Regions from separate parts of the Gossypium hirsutum genome. Here region 1 is linked to region 2. A link is a contact called in public Hi-C data. All regions are on one chromosome and are shown on one strand. The core of a region is the stretch at or near the end of the contact, and the rest is flanking DNA. Distances in the headings are between cores, read along the strand shown. Region 1 holds the start of LOC107909990. Region 2 has its middle 20 kb from the start of LOC107953044.

Region 1 (2,700 bases), core at 200-2,699, 240 kb after region 2:
TATACACATGTCTTATAACAGCTAAGTGTATATATATAGTATACGGTGCAACTCACATACATACAACATATGTGTGCAATATATAGCTCGTCAAAAAAGCTAACACTAATCACATGAACCAATGCCTAGCTCGCACAATGAGCCAAAGAAAGGGGTCAATTATGCATATATAGCTCGCACAAACCCAGTATATATGCGTAGCTTTCATAGCTCACATATATGGCTTGCCACACCATGGAGCCAATATTTATATATGGATTAGAGAATGGCAAGTAGGTATGCCATAAACGAGGAGGAAAAGAAAATAAACGAGAGTGATCTTAACTTTAGGAAAGGATTTCATGTTTTCATCTGATTTTGGAGATTAATTCTGTTGATACACAAAATGAGAGACGGTGGTTATAGGTGGTCCACCCGACTGATTAGCCACTGGTTAGTCGGTCGGAGTGACCAAATATAGAGGAAGAGTAAAGAGAGAATAAGAAAGAAGAATCTATGTCCCATGTTGTTGGGGGAGAAGGAGCTGATGAAATTTATCTGGTTGCCCTTAGACTGGTGCTCCCATCATCTAGGGTAGGGTAGCTGTAAAGGAGACGACGTCTCCGTATGTCCTAATGAGATTTATTTGTGGATATCAGTATTGTATTACTTTCATAACCAAAATTGAGAGGCTACAAGGATTTAAAGAAAAACAGTAATTACATGAAAGAACTGGTCCTAGATTTCTTCTACCACAAAATTACAGGTTCAAGTATATTAAAAATCTCCCAACTTTTGAACAATGAATTTGGGAAATCTGATGAAGGAAGCCTAACCCAACAAAGAGCACGAGCATGGCTTCTCAAAGCACTTCAGAAATTGGTTCCAAAACAGGAGCCCAGGGCCTGTAATTCCCTTGCCGGCACCCAGGGACAGCCAAAACAGGATCTACTTGCCTCTCTTCCTCTCTCAACTCAGGCAAAACCTTAGCACCACTTTTTGCCCTTTTCTTTCCGCTACAAGCAGCTTCTATGATCGCCACATCCACATCCGTAACTTTGCGGTTCACCCTTTGTATAGGAACCAAAACGTAAGCTTTAGCCGCCAGCAGTTCATCCTCAGCTCGCATAGGGACGACGCGGCGAGTTAGTTTCAGCTCTTCCACGGAAGAGATGACGTGACCAGGTTCGTCGAGCATGAGCTCTGCTGCCTTCACAGGGAGCTTCACTTTCCTTAGCTTCCCTTGAGCATCGATTACTTTGGCCATGTCCGAAACCTGGATAAAACAGCTAGATGTGCAGTTCCCCATGTTCAAGTTGAAATTGTTTGGCTTTGTTTAACTGAAGAAGAATATGTAAAAGAATCAAAGTGGTATTTGGTAAAGGGTATGGAATATGAGAGTTGTGAGTAGTGAGTGGAGAGTGATTTGGTATATATAGGAAGAGACGGAAGCAGAGTCAAAGTGCCCACAAAAAGAATCAGTGGTAAAACTATAGGAGAAAGACGACACGTAAGGGGAAATGAACAAAGTGGAGAAGACGCTGCTAGCTAGTTGTAGAGAGCGCAGCCAATTGCAGCGTGTTTAATACGTGCAGCGTTTACCTATTGGAACGTGGGAGCCTTTGACTTTGAAACTAGCCTTTGTTTTGTGGTTCAGCCTTGCTGTCTTTGGGAGTAATTCAACTATGACTTGGTATCTTACGTTGTTTGAATCACCGAACTTTGATACTATTACTCTTAACAACGAATAATAGGAGAGAATAATAAATATTTTTTTTCCTTTTTTCTTCTTTAAAAGATTTAAATTTAACTAAAATTATTAAAAATAAGAAACAAAAATGTTATTTATCATTCTATTATTAAAAATAAATAAAAATAAGGTAGAATCATAAAATAACTTGTTATAAATTCCTTTAAGTTCAAAAGAAGTTTTAATGAAATTTTCTATTCATTTTCTCTTACTTGAAAATTAAATAAAAATTATACTTATTTTTTATTTTTAAATTTTTAATATTAAATTTTTTTTTGTAAACTTCTAAAACTCTTTCACATGTTAGTGGTGTTTTAAGGAGGTATATAAATATTTTTTAAAATTTTTAATTTTTAATTTTTTTAGCATTTAAAATTATTTTTAAAAAACCTCTCACATTTCAGTGGTTTTTTAAGGAGGCATATAAATATTTTTTATTTTATTTTATGTTATTTTATTTACCATATAAAATTATTTTTGAAAATCTCTAAAGCTGTGCCACGTGTTAATGGTCTTTTAATGAGATATATAAATATTTTTTTATATTTTTTATTTTAAATTTATTTTTTGAAAATCTCTAACGGTCGCCGTATGTTAGTGGCTTTAGAGGCTGAATCCCTTACAAACTAAACAAGCTTAACTTTTTAAGCTTGTACTTTTGTTATAGGATTAAACTATAAATTGATATTTAAATTATACTATATTTTAATATTGGTAGTTAAAATTTTTTTGTCACAAGTGATACTTAAATTACATTTTTTTTTTAAATTGGAGTCAAACTGTTAAGTATATTTCAAAAGAGGATTAACCTGCAATTTGGTATTTAAACTATACAATTGTCCCATTTTGGTACAAACATTTTTTTTGTTGGTCACAAAGTCCTTTTTTTTTAGTTGAGTCATTAGTTGAACAATTATATCTATTTAAAAAAAACTAATTAAAAATTGACATGTGCAAAAAAAAGATAAAAA
Region 2 (2,700 bases), core at 114-2,613:
ACTCTGGATAAAAAATCCTACACCGACTCTCCACATTTCATCTGCAAGGTTTCAAAATCTCGACGAAATGATTGAAGTTTTATAATGATTACCTTAGAGGATCTTTAAAATGCTGTCTACAAGATCCCCCAAGCTTCTGTCGCTATATTTGCTGCAGTAATTTTCAAAAAAGTGGTCTCATGAACAGCTTGTTGGATAAAGAATAATGCCTTTGAGTCCTTCTTCTTATTTTCTCTTAATCTTGCCTCTTCATCTGGTTTGGTATAGTCATTCTCAATTAAGTCCCAAAGATCCTGAGACTTGAACAAGGTTTTCATCTTGATGTTCTAAAACTCATAGTTTTCTCCATTAAAGACTGGAATCGACAGTTGAGACACATTCACGACATTGTCGTTAGTCGCCATTAGTTGCGCACCCAACTAAAAATGAACCTGGCTCGGATACCAAAAATGTAAGAAAAAAATAATCACAGAAGACTATTGTCAAACAACTTGTATGCAAGGAAAATACTAAACTAGAAAATTTAAGAAGAAAGAAAAGCTGAACTCAAAATGACTGAAGTTATTGTATTATTCACACCCAAAATGAAATAAACGCAGGCCTATAAATAGTCTTTACACCACAACAAACTAACGTGAAAAATGTGCAACACTATTGCACAAACGTAACAAAAAATCAAAGAAATAAGAAAATAACAAACTAAGCACAGCACAACCAAATCTAAATTTAGAAAAACTAACTTTGAATCATTCTCCAACACATGGCACAAATCTTTTTTTGTCATAGTCTAATGGTAATTATGAAAACCTAACCAAAATGAGGACTTAGTTAAGTGTATATCCTCCATCCTAATAGAATTCCAATAACTAAACCAATAAACTATGGCCATAACTAAATTCAAAGTAGCCATATTATCAAATTTCACCGTAAAAGATTGTAACCAATATCAATAATGTCAAACTCTTGGTTGGTATTTCATAGACCTTGAAAATGCAAGATAAAAGCAAATAGTTTATAGAATCTATTTGTCCACACGAAAAAAATTAATGATGAATGATCTTCGGAACAATCTTTCAACCTTAATAACCTCCTTGTTGAAGGGGAAATAAGAAAACGAGGTGGAAGACAATGGTTGACAAGGTAATGAGAGGCTGCGAGTCGCTAGAAAAGGAGGAGAAAAGTGTATAGAGCATTAGAAGTAGATAATTAGAGAAAAAGATCCTTCCTAAGGTCAAAAATGGTTAATAGACGAGAATGACCATTCTCGGTGTTAGATCTTGAGACGTAGCCTTTACCTATCTGTCATGGTTGGGTACACTTAATCAACATGGTAACCTGCTAGATAGATGGTGATGTGAATAATGTATATAATATGTCATGGGCTGGTATAACAATAATAAAGCAAACACCCATAGTTAATATTTCTCTTGCAAGACCATGGGCTCAATCACTTTCTTGTGTGGCCCAACTCCATTCCAAAATATACAAATAGTATTTAGTATTATAACATAAAAACTTGCACTATTTTCGGGGAAAAATTGTCACTAAAGTTAGTTTTGATTCACATAAAAGTTTTTACAAAAAATATTTTCAGTCTTTTTTATGTTTGTTTCATATAAAATATGATGGTTAACATAAAATTACCCTATTATTTTCGTAAAATGTCTTACCAAAATTTTTTTGGTAAGACATTTTCTAAACTGATAAGACTTTGTTTACCAAAATGTCTTCAGACATTTTCCAATTGACTTTAGCTACAGATTAACATAAAATATATAACACTATCAATAATCAACCAATTCACATTCAATTATCAATTTATACAAATTTTGTAATTTACTCAATTTTGTCCCTAAAATCGAGACTAACATAACTTTCCATTTAAAGCTTCAAATTGAATTACGATTTCACTATTATACATTAGGGACCTCCTATTTCTTATTTTTACAGTCTATTTTATATTTTATTCAGTTTAGTCTCTAATGTACGAAACTATCAATGAAGCTTTACAATCTAGTCATTTCTCACATCTAAGCTTAAAATCTATCAATTTAACACCTAAAACTTCAAGAAATCAACAATGGCAACTTTCTAAAACTTTAACAATTTTACAAATTAGGACATGAGTTAGCTAAATCAAGCTCTCATGACCTCAGATCTATAAGAATTACAAGAAAATAACCAATGACTTACTTGAATTTTGAAGTTAAAAGCTTGGAGCCCTAAGAATGGCGTCCCCCTATTTGTCTTCATGTTTTACGATTTTACCATAGATTTGAGCCCCTGTATTCTACTAATTGAATAGTAATAAATTAGCTTTTATTTGATATTTATTCTACTATTTTTTAAAGCTAATTTATTATTCAAACAAATATTATAGTCATCATGTGGTATACTACTAATAATGCACTTGGGTAATATTATTAATTTAATGTTTTGTAGTACTAATTGTGGTTTGAAAGCTAATTTATTATTCAATCTTTTTTTTTATTACACAAATTAGGAATCATCTATTCAGTTTGGTTGTTTTCAATTTATGACTGTTAATATTCTAGCTTAATAATTGAGTAATATTATATATTTAATTTGATGTATTTAATTATAAATAAATCATTGCCATATATACAAAATAATGTAAAACAAATTTATAAATATAAAACAAACTTAATTAAACAATGAAGAGATAAGAAAATCTCAAAT

The links. A called contact is a pair of places that touch in the nucleus more often than the background predicts.
Region 1: a Hi-C map of leaf shows a contact between it and region 2, with 3 times the contacts expected there. The contact joins the promoter of LOC107909990 here to the enhancer-like site in region 2. A contact is called at or near these places in 5 of 34 Hi-C or Micro-C datasets (callus, leaf and seedling).

Annotation. Positions count from the first base shown.
Region 1 is chrA07:27,246,981-27,249,680 of Gossypium_hirsutum_v2.1, forward strand. It overlaps LOC107909990, which reads right to left and starts at 1,450. Exons shown (of 1, transcript XM_016837719.2): 1 at 625-1,450. The coding sequence starts at 1,288. The coding sequence ends at 842.
Region 2 is chrA07:27,010,683-27,013,382 of Gossypium_hirsutum_v2.1, forward strand. No RefSeq gene overlaps it. Among protein-coding and RNA genes, the nearest start is that of LOC107953044, 20 kb to the right of the region's middle. Within about 2 kb of position 1,364, at least 6 of the 9 cell types and tissues checked have an H3K27ac peak or open chromatin away from gene starts, as enhancers often do. A contact at or near this core is called in leaf, where this site is marked.